Regions from separate parts of the Sus scrofa genome. Here all the other regions are linked to region 1. A link is a contact called in public HiChIP or PLAC-seq data. All regions are on one chromosome and are shown on one strand. The core of a region is the stretch at or near the end of the contact, and the rest is flanking DNA. Distances in the headings are between cores, read along the strand shown. Region 1 holds the start of RPS6KL1 (ribosomal protein S6 kinase-like 1). Region 2 holds the start of EIF2B2 (translation initiation factor eIF-2B subunit beta). Region 3 holds the start of DLST (dihydrolipoamide S-succinyltransferase).

Region 1 (3,316 bases), core at 431-2,930:
ACTTCGGCCCCTCCACAGACTGGTGGGAAACCAAGGCTCCAGACAGGGCGGTGACAGGACAGAGCCTTGGTGTGGAAAGATGGCTCTGTCAGCACCAGAGCCCAGCAGCTGTTTTCCTAGAGAAGGCCGACCCTTCCCTTTCCTGAGGGAAGCCTGGAGCGCCCCCGCTCCCTCCCCCTGACGCTGGCTGTGACTGAGGCAGATGAGAGCCTGGCCCCTGCTACCCGTCTGTGGGCCCCACCTCACAGGCCATGGGGCCCCAGGCCAAAAAAGATGGTGTGTTTCTAGGCCCTGAAGTAACTTCGTTACCACGGAAACCACCAGGCAGGACAGTCAGCGGGGAGGAGGGTGAGAGCTTCCCCGCAGAGCTGGGCACCCCCCCACCCGGTTTCTCTCACTGAGGGGGTGTCACCTGCGTGACAGGGAGAGGGCCCCTCACTGAGGCCCTGGGAGAATTGGCCCGTCCCTGCTCGCAGCCCCCAACCCCCATCTCTAAGTCTGCCAGGCTTCTCTCTCCTCTGAGGCCCCTGCCCCTCCCACCCAGGCGTCAGCCTGGGCCACCCATGAGTCACCGTGTGGGCCACTCGCTAACGGTAACGGGAGCCTCTGTGCTCACACAGCGCAGGCCGACGGCGCTGGTTGTTTACAGACATGTGACCGCCTGACGCCCCCGGCGGGGGTCTGAGGTTTGGACTGTAATGGTGATAACCCCCTCCTTGAGCGCTTCATCCCTCTCTGCGCTGTCTCAGCCGCAGCCCCCTTTTGAAGCCTGTTTTCTCCTTTGCCAGACAGGCTGGAAGGAAGCATGGAGAGGGTGAGAACTCTGCCTGAGGACTTTCAGCCTGGGGAGTCTGGAGGCTCAGGGGGCTGACAGCTGGCCGCGGCTGCCACACAGCCAGGCCGAAGGCTCTGCGTCACTTGGAGACCCAGGGCCAGCCTTGCGGGGTCGTGGGGGTCATGGCTCAGGAAGGAGAGCCCGACGGAACCTGGGGGTAGGGGGCTCCCAGGAGCTTCCATCCCTCCAATCTATCAACTGGAAACACAACTTCTCAGCAGACCTGGGGAGGCTGAGGAGGGGGCAGGACAGATCTTTCGTAACTAAGACCCCAGTCCAAATCCAGGGGACTCTGGGTGCCTTTGGGAGCCTCCTTGAGAAACCAGTCCTGGCCGATGGAGATGAGCATCCGCACAGAGGCCGGGCTGTTTCACTGGGATCCTTCATCTTCATGTGTGTGTGTAGGCTGCCCTGCCATCTCCTCCCTGCTCCCCAAGATAAAACATCCCCATTCTTTTAGGAAAAGATGAATTGTTGTGTAGCTATAAGAACAAGTAACTCTTGAAGTTCCCAGTGGATTAAGGATCTGACTACAGCAGCTCGGGTCACTGCAAGGGCACGGGTTGGATCCCCAGTCTAGCGCAGTGGCTTAAGGATCTGGCGCTGCTGCAGCTGTAGGGGCTCAGATTGGACCCCTGGCCCAGGAGCTTCCATATACCACAGGTGCGGTGAAATAAATAAGTCTCGGTACCTGTTAGAACCCTGGCTGATGTGATCCCTTGTTTCAGTAACCGTGATCCTGGAACCGTGCGCTCAGTCAGAGGCAGCCCCCCCTTCTGAGAATAACAAGTCAGCCGCAGCCTCACTCCACTGACTGCGCTTCTAGAGCCAAAGGTCAGCCGTTTCTAAAACACTCAGGAAGTGGATCCACCCTGAATGCCTCGCTTCCCCAAAGCCTGCGTGAGATTCACTCCCCGCCTTGCTCAGAGACTGCCTCGCAATACAGCTCTCTCTTGCTTAAGCAAGGACGCTCTCACAGTGGTGAGTAGTCACAATGTCTTTTGACACTTTTCCCCCAAAGTCTTTTTGTTTGTTTGTTTGTATTTTCAGGGCTGCACTAGCGGCATATGGAAGTTCCCAAGCTAGGAGCTGCAGCTGCGGCTGCCGGCCTGCACCACAGCCACAGCAACACGGGGTCAAATCCACGTCCTCATGGATACTAGTTGGCTTGGTTACCACTGAGCCAGGATGGGAACTCCCCAAAATCTTTCTTATAATCCATCTCACATGCTTCCAAAAACCAGAGAATGAGCAATACATTTTTTTCAGCTTTGTTATAAAGTTAGCCTAGGCTGGAGACAGAAGCACCTTCCTTCTTATTCCTCTGCCCTGCCCCAACATCCCAGCTCCATCCTGAAGCCAAATGGAGCACCCAAAAGACAAGCAAGCCTTTCTTTGATTAAAGTGGATCACTCCCTTTAATCACTTTGATTTTTGTCATATTGCGTGCGTTATATCCAAAGACCCCCCTCCTCCCACCGCCACCAGGGTGAAGATAAGAAGCAAGGAAGAGGTGGAGGAGACACCTTGATATGTTATTTTAATAACTTGCTTTTTCTTTTTTTTTTTAGGGCCACACCTGCAACATATGGAAGTTCCCAGTCTAAGGATCCAGTTGGAGGTGCAGCTGTTGGCCTAATGCCATAGCCACAGCAACACCAGATCCAAGCCTTGTCTTTGACCTACACCACAGCCTATGGCAATGCCGGATCCTTAACCCACTAAGTGACGCCAGGAATCCAACCCGTGTCCTCATGGATACTAATTGGGTTTATCACCACTGAACCACAGCAGAAACTCCATAACTCTTTTTATTTATTTATTTATTTATTTATTTTTGTCTTTTTTTTTTTTGCCATTTCTTGGGCGGCTCTCGCGGCATATGGAAGTTCCCAGGTTAGGGGTTGAATCGGAGCTGTAGTCACCGGCCTACACCAGAGCCACAGCAGCGAGGGATCGGAGTCACATCTGCGACCTACACCACAGCTCACGGCAACGCTGGATCCTTAACCCACTGAGCAAGGGCAGGGATCGAACCCGCAACCTCATGGTTCCTAGTCGGATTCCTTAACCACTGCGCCACGACGGGAACTCTTTATTCATTTAAGTTCCTGGAACAGGGAAGCAACCTGAGCCACAGCAGTGACCCAAGCTGTTGTAGTGACAATGCCAGATCCTTAAACCAATGTACCACTAGAGAACTCCTACAACTTTGGGTTGCTGCTGTGGCACAGTTTTGATCACTAGCCTGAACTTCCTCATGCCATGGTGTGATCAAAAAACAATAATAATAGGAGTTCTTGTAGTGGCTCAGTGGAAACGAATCTGACTAGTATCCATGAGGACATGGATTCAATCCCTGGCCTCGCTCAGTGGGTTAAGGATCTGGCATTTTGGTGAGCTCTGGTGTAGGTTGCAGACTCGGCTTGGATCTGGCATGGCTGTGGCCCTAGCCTGGGAACCTCCATATGCTGCAGGTGC
Region 2 (3,316 bases), core at 227-2,726, 63 kb before region 1:
TCTTGCCGGGCAGTCCTCCTACTCAACCACTTACTCCCCTCACTCCTGCCTCACCCTAACACCAGCCCTTTCTTTGCAACTGACTTTGAAGAGGATGTATTTAGGCAAGAAATGGTCCTAATTGGAAATTCTGAAGTGCTGAGAGTGAATAGAGCTTCCCCCCAAAAGAACTCCTCCTCCAAAAGATGGCCCACCTGAAAGGAAAGCCACAGAAGAAAAACAGGAGAGGAATTTGGAAGCAGCAGCTCAATGCACAAACAGACCCGGCTCGGTCCTCCCCTGGGAACGCTGATTGTAATGAATATCTGCAGTTATCCTGGGTCGCGAAAACAGGGGGATGGAGGTGGCCTGTATGTATGTGTATACGTGTAAAAATTCAAGAGCACGTTTAGTGAAGGAGGGTCTATCAACTGTGGTTTTAGGGGGTTCATTTTCTTTAAAATAAAAATAAAGCTCTTCCCAAATTGAGTCTCTGCTACAGTGGATTTGCAGCCAATAAAGGGTTAGATGGTAAGGAAGTGTATAAAAGGTTATCTCAGTCCTGCCACCAGCTCCAACCCTTCCTAACCAGGATGAGAGCAAACTTCTGAGAATCAGAAGACTGGTTATCTCCCACCTCTGCTGATGAACAGCTTCCGGGGTCTTTTGTTCCCTCATTTGTCTGCAACCTGTCCTGTCCATGTAGGGATCAGGACTCACCCAGTTCCACAAGCAGCTCATTAATTGCCTCAATGATGTTGGACTGGAGTTCAGCATAATGAGAGCGGAAATCCTCGCTCAGGCCCCCGGACGTCAAGAGTTTGTGCAGGGACTCCTGCTGATCTCTTTCGTCGCTGCGTCCATGGAGTCTATGGAGGCAACAAGACCCAAAGAGGAAGGTGGGGAAGAGGTGTGATCGTTTAGGTAACAACAGCTGCTCCGCTCCAACAAAGGCTCCAAGCAAGGAGAGGGGCCCGTGCAAAAAGCGTTACTGGGACCAACCCCAGCCCAGGACGCGGGCCTGACCTGCCATACTCCTCCCGGATGATCCTGAGCACTCTCCGCACCATGTTGCCCACGGTGGTCTCTGAGGGCTGCGCGGCCGTCATCCTCCGGCCTTCTCTGCGGATCAGTTCCATCAGCTCCCCTGCAGTCCAAAGAGAGAGGGTGAACGAGGCAAGCATGTGGTGGGACCAAGGAGACCTTCCGCCGGGGGATCGGGAACAGAAAGGTGCGAGGGAGGCGATGGAGCTAGGTCTGCCTCACCTGCGTTGCTCCAGCGGTAGTCCGTGATGATCCGGCGCAGCAGTCCCAGGGTCTCCCGGGCCATGTCCTCAGAGCTGTGCCGCCCGCTGCCCCGTTTCAGTGCCTCCACGAAACTCTCGATCCTCTCGGACAACTCCGAGCTCTTGGCGGCAGCCCCTGGCATCTCGAAAGCAGCCGCCTTGCCGGCGGAATCCCCACCTGCAAGACCTCCGAACTTGCACTTCCGGGGCAGAAGAGGTCGACTTCCGCTTTGAGGGACTAACTCTGGCGTGGGAGACTGCAGGACCACGCCCCTCGCTGCCACCTCCGCCCACTTCACCTGCCTGAGCCAATCAGAGACTTGGAGCTTGATTTATTCGGTTACAGCCAAGCGTCCGCGCTCTTGGGAGGTTGAAGGAACGGAAGTGGCTTTTCCCGGTTCCTTAGACGCTGAGCAAGGCTGACCCGTGAGGCCTCCCGAGAGGGTAGCTAGTCCCGTTGCTGTGGAAACAGCCAGTCTGTGCGTCCAGCACCACGACCCGAGGCTACTCTGGAAAAGTTGCCGCCCTCTTTTCCGCTCCCTCAGCTCCAGCGACCTCCCAGCCTCCTGACACAGACGCTCAGAGGCGCGTCCAGGGCTCTCTTCCCCTCGGGCAGACGCTCCATTATAATGCTGTTGTATGTATGACATGATACTGGTTCCTTCGCCCCTGTGTCTCTTGAATAGATTCAGCTCCCTGAATCTATTGCCTGTGCATTCCAAACGTCAAGCGCGCCTTATACAAGGCAGTAATTAGGGATGAGGAGATCGAATACCCACCAATAAGAAGATTCAAAGTGGGAGCCAATTTGGGAACAAAAATAATGTCCTTCTGTCTGGACAGACTACAGAGGCTGGAGGGTATAACATAACACCAAGAGCCACTATTTACTAGGTGGCTCTAAAGCTAGTTAGATGTTGGACACTGTGAATTGTCTCATCTAATGCCTCTCTGTGAGGTAGGTCCTCTTATCCTCATTTTACAGGTTAGGAACAGACCCACAGAATTTAAGTGATTAGTAAGAGAATGTGTTCGTATTTAAATCCAGGTGTATCCCAACCTAAAGTCTGTGTATAATGAGAATCGCCAGTTATTTCCTTAAATTCTTAGAAGTAGAATCCTTAGGCACACACATTTCTTTTTTTAATTAATGAATTTTATTACATTTACAGTTGTACAGTGATCATCACAGACACACACATTTCTAAGACGTTTGTTACAGTGACAAATTGCCCTCCCAAAAAATATATCCAGACAAAAATCAGAGAAAGATAGTACAACAAAAGAAAATTACAGACCAATGTCCGTCATGAATGCAGATACAAAGATCTGCAACAAATTATTAGCAAACCAGATCCATCAATACATAAAAGATTGATGTATAATTATCAAGTAGAATTTAAACCTGGAATGCAAAGCTGTTTCAATATTTGAAAATCAATTTGAGAAACTATTAACATTTCTAAAAAGTAAAATCACATGATCATATCAATTGATACAAGAAACATTTGAAAACATTCAACAGAATTTAAAACAAAAACAAACCTCAGAAAACTAGGAATAGAAGGGAAGTTTTTTTAGTATGGTAAGGGCGCCTGTAGAATCCTACTCCTAACATCATACTCTGTGGAGAAAGACTGCTTTCTCTCTCTACGATCAAGGAACAAGGCAAGAATGTTCACTCTCACTGCTCCTATTTAACATTATACTCAAAGTTCTAGCCAGTTCAATGAGGCAAGAAAAAGAAAATTTTAGAACATACAGACTGGAAAGAAAACTGTCCTTATATTCACAGAAAACATCATTGTCTACATTTTAAAAATCCCAAAGATTTGGAGTTCCCGTGGCTCAGTGGAAATGAATCCCACTAGGAACCATGAGGTTTCAGGTTTGACCCCTGGCCTCGATCAGTGGGTTCTGGTTTAAGGATCTGATGTTGCTATGAGCTCTGGTGTAGGTCACAGACGCGGCTCGGATCCTGTGTGGATGTGGCATAGACTGGCAGCTACAGCTCTGATTCAGCCCCTAGCCTGGGAATCTCCAAATGCCGT
Region 3 (3,316 bases), core at 281-2,780, 50 kb after region 1:
TAACCTGGTGGGTTAGGGGTTCAAGCAGAAGAGTAGGTAGGCCTGGCTTGACCAGTAGTTGTCCAAGTGACCTTGGTCAAAGCACTTAACCTCTCTTAGCCTTGAATGATACATGCGTAAATAAAGAAAATTTCTCTTTTACTGTTTTTTAATGATTAACTGAAAAAAAGTACAGAAAGCACTCAGAACAATGCTTGGCACACAGAATGCCCATAATACGATCAACTCATTCAACAAATATTTGTATCATGTGTATAAAAAACTATTGGGATAAAACCAAAATTCTTTCTCCTAGTCTCGATACCTCGTGGCACTCTACCTCATGGCACTCTCTCCCTTAACCAAAATGCTCTGGTCAAATCACCTTTTTTTTTTTTCCAGTAACGAAATACTGCCAAGGTCTTTACTTCCTCAGGGACTCTGCACTTGCTATTCCTTTTCCCTCTCCTGCTCTTCATCACCCTGGCCTCTGTCACATCCTGTGGGTCACAGCTTTAGTGTCCTGCTTCATTTGTTTCCTTCTCAGCATTTAACCAAGATTCACGATAGTCCATTTGTTTAACAATTTACACCGTGTCCTTCCCACTAGACTGTATGGTCTACGGTCTAGTACAAGGAGAACCACTCACTGATGAATCCCTAGTGAGTGCCTAGCACAGTGCCTGACACATTGCGGATACTGAGTAACTATGTGCTAAATGAATAAATGATGTTTGTTATTAAATAGCATCTTGTTTCATTCCTATCTATCTGAACACCATGCGGAGAAACACAGGCACCCCATTTCCTCACATACGGCTCTGCCCAGGAGGAGAGCATTTTTAGGTGACAGCAAGGGCAGAACTTACCAGGCAGGGAACGTCTCCCTAGAGGGCAGTTCCCCTGTGGAGAAAGAAGACATTATCGACGTCACCCAGAGGAAAGAAACAGCTTTCTCTCTTAAATACAGACTCAAAGCTGTCCCGGTGCTGGTGACAGGTGAAATCTCATGACGCCGAAAGCTAATGGCAACAGCCTAGGCGTGCTCTCACTCCGTCAGCACGCTGGGCCTGCCAAACTATCTCAACTTTCCAACGGGGCTGATACCCACTGATTTTAACAGAGAGGAAACGGGCCCTTGGATCCCGTCGGAGCATTCCGTGGCGCCTCCTCCCCAACTCTGAGTCTCGTGTCGGAGCGGGCGCGGCTCCTCCGCCCCGCGCGGAGGGTGGGGTACAGCAGGGGACCAGGCGCTGCCTGCCTCGGGCAGGCGAGGGGCTACTGGGCTCCGCAAAAGAACCCGAGAGCAACAGCGGCTCTCGGCCACCCAGCCCGCGGCCTCCGCGTCCCGATGCCCTTGGTGCCCGGCCTCGCCGGCGCGCCACGCCCCTGACCCCGAGCCGTCCGTCCGCCTGCCGGAGAGTTTTTCACCCTCCGGGGCCCCAGCCCGGCCGGACCGTACCTTCTGAAAGGCGGAAAGCGAACGGCTGAACGCCCGGGACACGCAGCGGGACCGGGACAGCATCGCGGCGGCGGCGGCGGCGGAGCCGAGGGCGGGCGGACACCGGATATAGAGCCCGGCAACAACCGGAAGCAGGGCGGACCACGGCACCCGCAGCGCAGAGAGGGGTGTTCGGAACGAACCACTGACGAACGGGGGGGAAAATCGACGGGCAGAACACAGCTGCCCTAACCTCAGCCCAGGTGTGCCCGCAGGGTGAACCCGCTGCGGCTAGGCTCCCCCGGAACAAGTTGCGCTGCCTTCCGGCCGGGACAAATCCTCTGCAGGGTACCTATGACTGTCCCGTGATCAGGTCGCCCCGGGGTCCTTCCCTCCCCGATCTTTCCGCAGAGCTGTCTCTGAGCGTGGCGCCCATCTCTCCTGGGTCCCCGGACACCCTGCTCTTCTTCCGCAGCGCTGCTGGAAAAGAGTGGAAGGCGTCAAGGGCTTCTAACTCGGACTTTGACAAACAAGCCTGCCTGATCTTACACTTGTGTGTCCTTAGACAAGAGACATTGCCTCCCTATGCCTCAAATTCCTCAACTATTAAAAAAATAATAGTAGTAAAAAGCAGTGATCACTTCCCTTTCTAACCTCGGAACAAAGAAACAACCCCAAGGAACCCTTTAACCCATTACCCTTTAACCCAGCTGAAGACCTTCACCAAGTAGCCCTACTTCTGCATCCACATCTCCTGATCTTCCCTAGCCCCTATTCAAACTCTCTACAGCCAAGCCAACTGTACCCCATACATCCTGTGCATTTTGAAAGCCATTCATTTGTCTCTCGACCTCTAGAAAATAAATTCCATTAGATTAGAGAATGTGTCTGTCTTTTTCACTGCTGTATTCCTAGTAATTTTTAAAAATTACATTTTTGTTGAAACATAATTGACATGTAGCATTGTATAAGATATACAGCGTAATGATTTGCTGTATGTGTGTGAAGCGATTATCGCAAAAAGTTTAGTGAACATCCATCCTTTCATGTAAGTACAAAATTAAAGAAATTTAAAACAAAAAAAATTTGTATGTGATGAGAACTCTTAGGATTTACCCTCTTAAAAACTTTCATATATAGCATACAGCAGGGTGAGTTTATCATGCAATACATTACATCCCTAGTACTTATTTATCTTATAAGTTTATATCTTCATCCAATTCTCCCTCCTCCCCCATCACTGGTAACCACAAATCAGATTTCTTTCTCTATGAGTTTGTTTTTGAACTATAATGTATCCCCAACACTTGGAACAGAGATTGACATCGTTTAGGTGTGCAATCAATATCTGTGGGCTGAATTGGGGCCTCCCAGCGTTGAACAACCAAGAAAACACATAGCACCCCCCTCTACTCTTTTTTTTTTTTTTTTTTTTTTTGTCTTTTTAGGGCTGCACCTGCAGCACATGAAGGTTCTGGCATATGGAGGTTCCCAGACTAGGGGTTGAATCAGAGCTGTAGCTGCCAGCCTACACCACAGCTCACAGCAATGCCAGATCCTCAATCCCATGAGCGGGGCCAGGGATCAAACCTGCAACCTCATGGATGCTAGTCGGGTTTGTTACCACTAAGCCACAGTAGGAACTCCTGAGTATTCACTTTTATAGTTCACCTTCCTAATAGAAAGCGTGTTCTATAAGCTTCTGATTTAATTAAGAATGAACGAATGAATGAGCCACTTGGTGCCTACTCATGGTGGTTTTGTTAGCTGAGTCATTTTGCCTGGCCTTGGGAATTTTATGGTGCTTTCACTCGTCTAAACTCTGAAAGCACTTCCACTGAAATTCTGGAGGGATGGGCAGAAGCCCTAGCTTAAAATAGAGAAAACATCCTTGCC

What was found. HiChIP or PLAC-seq counts read pairs in DNA pulled down with a chosen protein or histone mark.
Region 2: a contact with region 1 is called in an H3K27ac HiChIP or PLAC-seq map of alveolar macrophages. The contact joins the promoter of EIF2B2 here to the promoter of RPS6KL1 in region 1. A contact is called at or near these places in 2 of 47 Hi-C or Micro-C datasets (embryonic fibroblasts and epiblast stem cells) and 2 of 2 datasets of contacts at active chromatin or transcription factors (alveolar macrophages and skeletal muscle).
Region 3: an H3K27ac HiChIP or PLAC-seq map of alveolar macrophages shows a contact between it and region 1. The contact joins the promoter of DLST here to the promoter of RPS6KL1 in region 1. A contact is called at or near these places in 3 of 47 Hi-C or Micro-C datasets (embryonic fibroblasts, liver and subcutaneous adipose tissue) and 1 of 2 datasets of contacts at active chromatin or transcription factors (alveolar macrophages).

Annotation. Positions count from the first base shown.
Region 1 is chr7:98,139,581-98,142,896 of Sscrofa11.1, reverse strand. RPS6KL1 (ribosomal protein S6 kinase-like 1) reads left to right here and starts at 1,680. Exons shown (of 11, transcript XM_013989171.2): 1 at 1,680-1,816.
Region 2 is chr7:98,202,012-98,205,327 of Sscrofa11.1, reverse strand. EIF2B2 (translation initiation factor eIF-2B subunit beta) reads right to left here and starts at 1,476. Exons shown (of 8, transcript XM_021099531.1): 1 at 1,246-1,476; 2 at 1,006-1,126; 3 at 700-848. The coding sequence starts at 1,408.
Region 3 is chr7:98,089,375-98,092,690 of Sscrofa11.1, reverse strand. It overlaps DLST (dihydrolipoamide S-succinyltransferase), which reads right to left and starts at 1,530. Exons shown (of 15, transcript NM_214397.1): 1 at 1,442-1,530; 2 at 849-882. The coding sequence starts at 1,504.